2 separate regions of the Mus musculus genome follow, and region 2 is linked to region 1. A link is a contact called in public HiChIP or PLAC-seq data. All regions are on one chromosome and are shown on one strand. Each heading gives the region's core, a stretch centred on a gene start, on an enhancer-like site or on the middle of the called end of the contact. The rest is flanking DNA. Distances are from core to core; before and after follow the strand shown. Region 1 overlaps Btbd16 (BTB (POZ) domain containing 16). Region 2 overlaps Plekha1 (pleckstrin homology domain containing, family A (phosphoinositide binding specific) member 1).

What was found. HiChIP or PLAC-seq counts read pairs in DNA pulled down with a chosen protein or histone mark.
Region 2: a CTCF HiChIP or PLAC-seq map of CD8 T cells shows a contact between it and region 1, with 5 read pairs. The contact joins two enhancer-like sites. A contact is called at or near these places in 1 of 15 datasets of contacts at CTCF or cohesin (CD8 T cells), 15 of 484 Hi-C or Micro-C datasets (B cells, the C2C12 cell line, the CH12 cell line and 10 more), 9 of 115 datasets of contacts at active chromatin or transcription factors (CD8 T cells, cardiomyocytes, embryonic stem cells and 4 more) and 3 of 9 other capture datasets (adipose tissue, liver and pancreatic islet).

The regions. Positions count from the first base shown.
Region 1 is chr7:130,796,492-130,802,490 of GRCm38.p6, reverse strand. Btbd16 (BTB (POZ) domain containing 16) reads right to left here. Exons shown (of 16, transcript NM_001081038.2): 9 at 5,389-5,519. Among named protein-coding and RNA genes, the nearest start is that of Btbd16, 25 kb to the right of the region's middle. Within about 2 kb of position 1,655, at least 35 of the 459 cell types and tissues checked have an H3K27ac peak or open chromatin away from gene starts, as enhancers often do. A contact at or near this core is called in B cells, CD8 T cells and regulatory T cells, where this site is marked.
Region 2 is chr7:130,899,878-130,905,449 of GRCm38.p6, reverse strand. It overlaps Plekha1 (pleckstrin homology domain containing, family A (phosphoinositide binding specific) member 1), which reads right to left. Exons shown (of 13, transcript NM_001346515.1): 7 at 4,790-4,933; 8 at 3,205-3,273; 9 at 516-580; 10 at 1-59. Among named protein-coding and RNA genes, the nearest start is that of Mir7061, 5.6 kb to the left of the region's middle. Within about 2 kb of position 2,334, at least 84 of the 459 cell types and tissues checked have an H3K27ac peak or open chromatin away from gene starts, as enhancers often do. A contact at or near this core is called in B cells, CD8 T cells and regulatory T cells, where this site is marked.

The DNA of each region.
Region 1 (5,999 bases), core at 406-2,905:
CTATAATGGGATCCGATGCCCTCTTCTGGTGTGTCTGAATACAGCAACAGTATTCTCATATACATAAAATAAATTTTAAAAAAAAGTTTAAAAAAAAATCACAAACCTAAGCTTAAAAAAAAAATCATCCAGAGAAATGGCTTGACAGATAAATGTCAGCAAAGCTGGTGGCCTGACTTTAATCCTGGGGACTCATGGTGGAAGAAGAGAACTGTTCCCCACAGGTTGGCCTATTTCATGCACGCGTGCATGCGAGCATGCACACACACACACAACTATAATACAGACTTTTAATGTGTTTAGTGCAAACCAATAAGATCAACATCCTTATTGATCTTGACCATCAGTAAGGAAACAAGTCTCATCGGTAACTAGACTCTGGTGTTGGCCATGGCTCAGAGGGCATTCTAACCTGGGTTCAGATCCAGCTCGTCTACTGTACGGGAGAGGGGAAGCACCACTTTGACCAATCATTTCCTGTGTCTCACAGGTGACAAGTGCAGGCAGCAGTACCAGCACACTGAGTTGCTGTGGGGATAAGCCCTCTGGATAACACACTCAGTGTTGTGTTTGACAAGTGATCAATAATTGGTAGGCATTGTTTTGTGTTTGACAGAGAAGGATCGGTTTCAGAAATTCCATGTGAGACAGCTCAGTATCACTGTCAGAGTGTGGGACAGGCGTGACAAGAATAACTGGCATGTCTTCTTTCTTCTTTAGTCTAAGTAGTGTTACATATGTACATGTATGTGGTGTGTGTGTGTATGTGTATGAGTGTGTATGTATGTGTGTGTATGAGTGTGAGTGTGTATGTATGTGTATATGTATGTATGTGTGTGAGTATGTATGTGTGTGTGAGTGTGTATGTATGTGTGCATGTGTATGTATGTATATGTGTATATGAGTGTGTATGTATGTGTGCATGTGTGTGTATGTGTGTATATGTGAGTGTGTTATGTGTGTATGTGTATATGTGTGTGAGTGTGTGTGCATTCCATGCTATATATAAGTACACGTGCATACATGTTCTGACCTGTATGTGGAACTCAGAGAAGAGCTTTGGGGACACAGCTTTCACTTTGCACTTTGCTGAGGCAACATCTCCCTTGTTTCTGCTGCACCAGGCTACCAGGCCTTATACGCCAGGCTAGTCAGTCCTCGAGCATTCTGGTCTCCATCGTCCATCTCATAGTAGAAATTCCTGAGTTACAGATCTTGGGTTCTGGGATGGATCGCTAGTCATCAGACTTGCACAGCAAGCGCTCTCTACCTGCTAAGCAATCTCACCAATGTTTTGTTTAGGGAATTTCTGAGATTCTGAGATTCTCTGAGTCACAGGCAGGAAGCAGGGGCTCTTGGGGACAGAGGGAGTGGGGCCCCTGTTGTAAGGCACACTTTTGTGTAGATGGGAACTGGATAGTTGTTGGGGCTTGGCTTCCCAGAATGCAGAACTTGGAGTGAGGTTTTCGTAAATTGGAGTTATGAGAACAAGGTCACCTAGTGGTGACCTCTACAAGGAAAATGAACTGAGAACCACATTCTAGGCAAACAAATTAAGCCCAGAGGCCCAGGAGGTCAGGAAAATATACCGTGTATATTTGCATATGGTTTTACTCTAGATTGTTTACAAAATGGAAAGTGAAACCCAAAGAAGATAACGAGGTGAAACTCTACTGACTTTCAGAGAGAGAATGCTGGGCAGCCCAGAGGCAGAGGGCTCTGCTGAGAAAAGACTATTGATCCTTGTGCCTTTCTCACAGGTTGGAGGTCAAGCGACAGTGGGTGGCTGGCAGGTCAACTGAGTGGAGCCCAGAAATGTTCCATCTCTGGTCCCAAGTTTGGCCACTTCCATGTTTGCTGCTCAGGGCTCACACAATCTCCCAGCCTGGTTCACTCTCTCTGGGAGGCCTTGCTTACTTGGTGAACTGGGGAAGGTGCCATGTTGGAGGCAAGATGTGGGTCCAGGAGCCAGCAGGGGCCCTGCCCAGATCCTCATCAGCTCTCTGATGTACTGTAGTGTCGGGTTTGGGGCAATGCGAGGGTGACCATGCAAGTCAGCACCTAGCAAAAATGCTAGGTTACTGAAGGAAGTGTTCCCTCTTGGTTAGATGTGAAAACGAGGTACCAACCTTTCTCAACAAATGCCCTGACAGGAGCTTCTCTAGCCTGGTTACATTTATACATTCCCTCTTTCTCTCTCTCTCTCTCTCTCTCTCTCTCTCTCTCTCTCTCTCTCTCCCTCCATGTACATACCTACGTGTTCATGTATACACACATGGTAGAAGCCAGAAGTTGACATTCAGTATCTTCCTCGATTACTCAATTACCTCATTTTCTGAGAGGATCTCTCACTGGCCTGGTGCTCACTGACTGAACTAAACTGAATGAGCCGTGAGCTCCTGGGATCCATCTGCCTCCACCTTCCCAGCATGGGACAGCAGATAGGAGCTGCCTTGAAGTCAGTGGGTACTGAAGAGCGAGACCAACCTAAGAGGCTGCGGGGAGTCTGGACTGCCTGCCTGAGTCTGCGTCTACCTCAGGGTGTGTGGGCTGAGGATGAAGGCCCTTAGCCAGTAGCCCCTGGCCTATCTGCACAGGTGCCTCCTGCAGAGGGCCAGAAGGATAGGACCCAGTTTCCACCTGTGTCTGCCAGGCTGGCGAGTCTAGACATTTGACACGTAATGCTCTGGAACTGCCTGCTGAGGCATGCTGTCGGGCCGGTGCCATCACCAATGTTCTGCCTGTGGTCAGATGTTTTTTTCCCTCTTTTTCAGGGAAACGTTGCCAGTGCTGGACGGCTCAGACTTTCCGAGGGAGGGATGGATGGCGTTGTGTAATGTCTAAGGACCCCGTGTTTACATGTTCTCCAGTCCCTGACCTTTGCTCTGTTGAAGGGTGGAGTGGAGGGTGGTGGGTACAAGGGTGAGGAAAACATAGGGAACCAGAGTGTCTGGGGCTCACAGTGCGCTGCTGCTCTGGAACTGGCTTTGAGGGTCCTCTTAGATAACGGGGTTCTTCAATACCAGGACTCTGCCTTGCCTCCCCTCTGCCTCTGTTAATGTGAGGGCATTGGGTATTGCTTGGTAAAGTTAAATTGTGGGGTAGGTTAAGATTCAGCATGGAGCAACTCTCTCAAGACCAATTGTGTGTGTGTGTGTGTGTGTGTGTGTGTATGTGTGTGTATGTGTGTGTTGATAGGGGTAGGAGCTAGGCTCTTGTTCAGGCTAGGTGTATATATATACACACACACAGACATACATGACCCCCTCCCCATACAGACACAAACCCAGACATACATATACCCAAACATACACCCAGACGTACACATCCAAACACACACAAACATACATACATATCTAGACACACACAGAGACACACACACAGGCATACATACACACATAGACATACAAATACACAGACATGCATATACATAGACATACATACTCGCAGACACACACAGACATACACACACAGACACACGCACAGGTACACACACACTTAGACATACAAACACACAGACAGACGCACAGACATACACACACAGAGATATACGCGCATACAGAGACATACAAACACAGACACACATGCCCAGACACACACACACACATACATACACATATACACAGAGACATACAGACACACACAGATACATACATACACACACACATGTACACACACACAAACACCCTTGTGAATTGGAGTAAGCTATGTTCAAGTGCTCCTTCATCTCAAATGCTATCACTAATGGTTTCCTAAGAAAAATATTTTTTAAAAAAATATGACAAAGGCAGTTATGAACTTCAGGAAGCTTGCCATTGTCATAATACTCAGATATCACTCCCCCAATTCTGTTCCCAGTAACATTACTGCTTTTCTCCTCTAATTCAAGGTTTAGTTTAGGACTACCTGCCATTCAGTTATCGGTTGCACTGGATCATTGTTATCATCAGTTTGACACACCTAAAGTCACCTGGGGACAGGGAACTTCAGCCCAGGACCTGCCCAGGTCTGATTGAGTTTTCTATTCCGAGATGGTGTAAGAATCCACTCAGTAGAAAGCAAACTTCAAGTCTTGATCTTTTCCTGGAAGAGCGGTAAGTGTGGTGTATCCCTTTCTTATGACGTTGGGCAACCACACTGACATGGCAGCCATGTCGTCATGACATCAGCCAACAGTGAATGATGGACAGCCATGGTGGCTGTGGGGTCAGAGAAATTCAAGGCAGCCCCTGCATTTTCAGCTTGGGCTGTACTCAGCTTAGGATAAATGCAGTCAGAGGGAAACCATTGCACATTGACAGCCAATGCTCTTTGCACTAGTCTTGCTTTTCCTGAAGGTTGAGACTTGCAAATAAAATATTTTAAAAAAGAGGAATTAGGAACAGTCCTTTCATGTTGGCAATCTCATTTCTAGAAGGTGATGTAAGGAAATAGTCTGAGATGAAGGAAGCTATATACCAAAGAGAACAAGTTCCTGAGATGCAAGTGTTGGTAAAATGTTAGGCATCAGCTAAGAGCCATGGCTTTGTGAGGAGACAGAGGAGGTGACAGCTTGGCAGGATAGGACAGGGATGGCAGGCAGGAGGACACATGCACAGTGTGGCTACACCTCTGTGGAGAGTCCGAGGAAGGTCCCTGTGGGGCTGTGTCAGACCATGAGATGGTGCGGCTAGATTACACACCTAAGGGTCAAAGCCAGAAGCAAGGTCTAGGCTGGAGGTGTCTTCATTGCCATGGGCCGTGAGTGATGATGGAGACTTGGCCTTGCGGTGGCGCTGGCACCTTGGAGTGCTCAGTTTGGAAACAGAACTGGCCTTGGGGTCAAGGTGAGGTCAACATTGCATCCAGAAGACTCCCCCAAGGTTCTAATGTGTTCTGAGGACATTGCGTCAGGATAGGAGAGTGTAGCAAAGGCAGGGAGCTCTGAAGGCTGGGGTATTTAGCTTTGACAGAGACCAAGCAGGCAGTTGGATAACCAAGCTTAGACATATTTGGCAAAGGAGTCAGGACTGGAGATGAAATCTTGTTTGGGGTGTAAGATTTTTCTTTTCTTTTTTTTGCCTTTTTAAAAAATTTTTTTTTTAAATTTTTAATGGCTTAGGCAATAGTCTTTTGCTTCTCTCCCTTAGGCAGGTAGGGAGCTAGTTGACGCCAGCAGGTCCTTATCTAGAAGGAGTAGGAAGGGTTTCCCTCTTCCTGACCCCACAGGTAGTACCCTGAGCTTTGGCTCCCAACCCAAGGCCTGGCTGTCCAGGAGAGTGGGGGAATTGGGAAGTGAATGGCAAGTTCAGTGGTGTGGGTGTGGCCACTACCAAGATGACAACTCCTTTCCCCTACAGCCCCTGCTTCCTGCTACACCCACCCTGGAGGCAGCACACCAGCTCTGACCTGGGCGACTTCAGCACCTTGTACAGCAGAGGTTCAGGGATCTGTCGGAGGTGGATCTGAGTCCCCACTAGAGGGACCAGGTTCATTGCCAGCCACTTCTCACAGGCCATGGTGAGCTGCTCTTCTTCGTACTGAGGGGGCAGATAGGAAGGTAAAGCATGATGAGATAACGCAAGCCTGGCTCTCAGTCCCCTCTGCTGGCTTGGCGTGACATTGCATGCCGACGTGCTCAATTTTCATACACACTACGCAGGGGGTTGTGGGATGGGGAGTGAAGGGGAGAGGTTGTGAGGGTGGAGGGTTGGGGTGGTGGAGGCTCTTCATAGAGCATCGAAGCACACTGCTTTAAACCACCCCTAGGCGGTCGGCTCCCAGCCATCCCTGTGTCAGCAATGGAGAACCTGAGGTTCCAAGGTGCCATCTCTTTCTGTGGCATCTGGTCCAGCTACTTTCTGTTCAGGCTGCTTGTATGCTGAAGGCCCTGGGCTGCCTTCAGTGACTTACTGCAAGTCTGAGGTGAGGTGGGGGGCTGGATAACTCATGCGGAGCTCAATGGCTGCCCCACCATACAGTTTAGAAGCAAGAATTAAGACAGGAACTGTACAGGAAGT
Region 2 (5,572 bases), core at 1,085-3,584, 100 kb before region 1:
CATAGAAAGTCCGAGATGTCGTCACGATTTCAAACAGGTTGTCCCTCATCATTATGTCACTGTCATGAAAAACGATCACCAGTTGTTGTAGGTGAGTCAGTTTGACAGTTTCAGCTGTTTACTCAGTGACAATCAATGTTAGAAAGAAAACGCTAATTTAACAAAACCACCCAGCCTTTTCCAGCTTTGCATTACTATTCACATGCTTTACACAGCTCATTTACAGAAGATGCATAAAGCAACGTTAGAGTCCAAGGGTTTACAGTTCATTCAACTCATCATGGCACGGCTGATGCAACTTCTTGCAACAACCTGCTCTGCAGCACCTTTGAAAACTAAAAATACATCAACTTGTTAAATCTCAGAAATTGTTTATAATAATTTTTCCTTTCTACTACTGAACTACTTCTGAAATGTCAGTGGGTTGAACGCAGCAGGCTGTAAGCTCATCACTGAGGGAGGGCGGCCTGCTTCTTCGGACAGCGCTGTGCCAGCGTCAGGCGGTCCTTCCTTACCTCTGTTTGCACTCCTGGACTTTGTGCACTTCTTTAAGTGGTATCACCCGCAGAGGTTCCTTCTCCTAGCAAAAAAGCACACGCAGGACATTTCCTGTCAAAAGCGAGCCATCTTACATGGAGCTACTCTCAGACCAACACCTTCTGAGACTTGCAGCAGCAGGACAGCTCTAGTTTCATGCCACCACACCCACTGTTGTCTGAAGCTCGGTTTCTGGTTTCAGTGACAGTCACTAAGCAGCAGACTTGTTCATGGTGGACCACTAGGACCAGTAAGTATTCTACTGAGACACTTGGAGCCTATCTATGCAGTACTTGATTTTAAGATTTTAAAACAAAAATCTCCCACTGGTCTTACAAGTATCGAAGATTCTTACCTGAAATCATTATTGGCATAGCTGCCTGCCAAATGGTGATTTTTCTAACATCATTCACCTACACAGAATTTGAAGAAATACTATTTCTTCTCTCCACTTATTTTCTCTGAGGACAGTGGGTATGGGAGCTTTTCACTCAGACGCAGCCTCCTCATGACTGGTGAGTACTATCCGTGCACTCACACCTGTATCCCCCGAAGCTTGAGTGACACTGAGCGTCGTCACGGACTTCTGAAGACCTTTAGTGATTTGTAGTGCTTAGGAGTGCTGCGGCTCTAACCCAAGGCCTCACTCACACACACACACACTAGCCATGCACGCTGCCACTCCACTCCACACTCAGCGTAATCTTTCCGAATGAGCCGCTTGTAATTCCTGTTTGTTTTTCTACCAGAAAGTTCTCCCCACCTTTCTGTCTTTCTTGAACACTGAACCAATCATGAATTTACAAAAGAGCCTAAGAACAGCCGCTTGGAGCTGAGCTGCTGCAATCCGCATGCTACCCTGAAGTGCTCACGTTACTGCCACCAGTCAGCAGGTGGGTCACACAGCCCTACAGGGACAGTGTTCTCGCTGTCTCTTTCTGTTTAGTGTAGAAGAGTTCCTCACTCCTCTAGAAAGAGGAACAGACTCCTGCAGATGACAGCCATTACTGTATTTTGTAGGCTGCCCCCTCCCTTGGACGTGGCTCCTGTGACCTGGGGACTGAACGCAGACTATCCTGTTAGCAGGGGCAGCACAGGACTGACGCACTGTGCGTTTCCTGCTCTCCCGCAAGGTTCCGACATTCTCGCCACCACTGAATTCATCGAACCTGACTGCCCGGTGGGCGTGGTGCTGCCAGCCTTCTTCCTGTACAGCTGCTCTCCTCCCACTGTGCTGAGTGGTTATTTCAGATCGCTGTCCCACTCCTGTTTAGCATCTTGTTATTCCTTCACTGTAGCTACAAGAGCTCAGTCACCACCCATCTACTCATATCTATCTGAGCACACAGAGATATATATTTGCACTGTAATACGTTATAAACATTGTGTGTTTTGATACTCTCGCTGCCCATGATCTGGTAAGGGGACTATTTGTAAGGTGACTACTGGGTGACTAGCATTTTCTCAGCATGTTCTTGCTTTCTGATGTAAGACATTCCAGCCAACCGTGCATTTATTTCTCTTGCCCGGCCACAGAATCTGCCATTTCTCCATGAAGTCTGGGTTCTTTTGGGAAGAAATGATCATTTTCTTAAGACACGGAGCTACAGTATATTTTATATTTAAATGCACTCACACAAGAACATATATTTATGTCTATGTCTGTTAAGTTATAGCAAGAAGCTGTGCTTTTATCCCAAGAACCTTGGTTTCTATTATCCTTGATATATTGCCTCATTTTATTGACAAGTATGCATGTGACCATTCTAGTCTGTTACTTCCCACTTTCTGCCCTTGGTTCTTCAGGCAGGGAAAGACAGCTTCCTCACTGCACATGGGCTCTGACAGTCTACAGCAGACTATATAGGTTGCTTCTGGCCTTTATAGCTTTCTAAAATAACTGACCCCTAAGATGCTCCCAATACAGAACACTGCCTATGAGGAACTGTAAATTTAAATTACTAAATGAAATTGGTTTTAATTTTGAAATGAAATAAACTCACTTCCTTACCACACTGGTCACATTACCAGCACCCAAAAGCCACACACAGCCTACACAGAACAACACAGGCATGGAACATATGTACCAGGGCAGGAAGCTAATCTGGACAAAGTTGTTCTGATGCCCTCATTCAGAGTATGCAGCATATGAAAGCCCCACAGTTTTATAGAAGAGGGGGATTGACATCTTAATGGTGCATAACTCAAACAAGGAAGGAGGGAGACTCAGTCTTTGACTCTGCCTTTAGAAAAAGCTATCTCAAGAGAAACAACTTAAGAGGTGATCTGAAACAGGAAAAGAGCAAGTTAACATGCAGCAGGGGAGAGGAGGTTGACAGACATGCAGAGGGCTGAATGTTGCTTTTGGAGGATTTCCTACACCTCCTCTTCTAATGTCCCTCTGACAGAGAGTTACATGTGGGGCTGTCGAGAATTTTAGATCTATCAAGATGGAACACTTCCTTGAAGGTAGTTTTACTTAAAACATATTTAAGAAATACATAACTAACCGAATGCATTACAACCAAATAGACTGAAATACGGGTGCACTTAAAACCAGAACTGGGCCATTAGAAAACCAGAATGGCACACAAACATACAATCACACAAGCACTGCAGTGTGACCTGCCAAGCACCTGGAGGCATATGTATGAAGCGACTGCATACCAGTTCAGATTTGAAGTAGCCTATTGTGTTTTCATCCAATTGAAAATATCTTCTCTTCCAGTTTTTCATCTACCAGAGAAGAACAGACAGAGGCTTCAAAGAATGTCAAATGTTCATCACCCTTTAATCATTCCAATATGAACCCACAATCCAAAATGCCAAGTACTCGGAAACAACACCCCATTCCGAAGGGAGATGGTTAATGACCCCTTTCCCTGCTAACCAAGCCTTGAAGGACGGTCTTGGCCTTGGGCAGCTCATTCTCAGAGTTTATGAGTAACTCTGATATTTCACGATTTTGATCTGGAACAGTGGAAAAGAAAGAGGTGTTCACCTCTTCCCTTCTTGTCAGCCCAGCCCACAAGGTAAAAATCAGCATGGGAAATGTCATTAACCCGTCAGGTCTCTCTATCTACAACATGCATGAGTCCTTTCTCAAATATTTCATATTTAACAGGTCAACAATAAATACAAAATAGAGCAAACCCATGTAGAAAATGTTTAATACCCTTTTATACAAATATTCTTATCAGTGTTTAAATACCCTAAATCATCTGTAAGTAGTGTTGGGGAGATGGCTCAGTGGTTAAGAATGGTCTCCCAGGGGGCTGGTGAGATGGCTCAGTGGGTAAGAGCACCCGACTGCCCTTCCGAAGGTCCGGAGTTCAAATCCCAGCAACCACATGGTGGCTTACAACCATCCATAACAAAATCTGACTCCCTCTTCTGGAGTGTCTGAAGACAGCAACAGTGTACTTACATATAAAAAATAAATTAAAAAAAAAAAAAAAGAATGGTCTCCCAGAAGACCCAGGCTCAACTCCTAGCACTCTAACGGCAACACAACCATTTCTACTGGGAAACTGCTCCAGGGTCTCTTACACCTCCTTTTGGCCTCCACTAGAACTCCATATACATGGCACACAGATATACATTGAAGATAATACATATAAAATAAAAATACATATAAAAATAAAATAGGTTTGAAAATTAAGCAAAAAAATCTGTAAAAATTTTTCTTTAGATTTAGGAATAAAGTTTACCTCCTTAAAAGCCCACAGCTAAGCCATACAGCCTGAGGGAGATTCTGCCTCAACCTATAGACGGTCTGTCTTGGGAAACCTCTGGTCTCCTCTTTCTTTCCCCGGGACTTTCTGGTGGCAAAGATGACTCAGCAGGTAAAGGCACTTGCCTAAATGTGAACCTTGGAATCCAGGTGAAGGTGGAAGTGGAGAACTGACAGAGCTGTCTTCTGACCTCAGAGCACATACATGCTCAAGTTCCCTCCCTTACCCATATGCACACATGTACTCAATTCAACAACAACCACCTTCATAAACCTAAACTTAGTAACGTTCACTTAGACTAAGTGCTGGTGGATATAGGCATAACTTGCCCAACTGCCCAGAGACCAAGGAAGTAACTGGGTGATAATCATGGGGCAAACCCTCTACACCCTTCCCAGCAACAGCCTGCTCTCCACTCTGGGTCTTTCAGAGAATAAAGCACACAACTTGAGCTCTGAGTTGCAAGCTTGCTGGGACACGCATCTTCCCTACTTCCCAGCTACAGGTAAGCTACTCACCACCGCTCCTTGCTTCACACAATACCCAGCTTTGATAACTGCACTGTCTGAAGGTGGCTTAGGAGCAAAGTAAGGAAGATGGCTCTGTGACCGTTTCAAATTGTTTCTATCCAGACTCTCACCACATTCGTTTACTTCTTCTTTCTAAAATGAAGCAAAAAAAAAAAAAGTTTTTTCTTGCTCTAAGTTTAAATACTTACATTAATGTTACCTCAGAAAAAATGTAAGCCTGTGACACTTAATCTCAACTTCCTTGTTCCTGATCAACCACAAGCACCCATTTCTAGTTCTGCAAAACTCCTGTCTCTTGTGCTTCTTCTTGGGGCGAGGCTGGCTGGCTTTCTTCTTTCTTTCTTTCCTTTCTTCCTCCCTCCCTCCCATATGCACACATACAAAGTATTCAATTAACAACAACAACAAAACCTTCATAAACCTAAACTTAGCAAAGCTCACTTAGACTAAGTGCTGCTGGTGAAACGTCTTTGTCTACTTTAAAAGGACTTTTGGTTTGTTAAGTTTTGGGTTTGAGAGTTCTTTCTGTAGATAACAATCCTTTGCTGGATAAGTAGCTTATAAACTTTTCTTCTATTTATCTTTTCTATTCATCCTCTGAACAGGGTCTTTTACAAAACAAGCATTTGAAATACTGATGATATGCAATCGTCAGTCCTTTTATGGACAATGTATCTGATATCAAGTCTAAAAGTTCTTTATCTAATCTTTGTAGTATTTAAAACTAAGTGACTATAACCATGCCCAAGACTTCCTGGTTATTTACAGCAT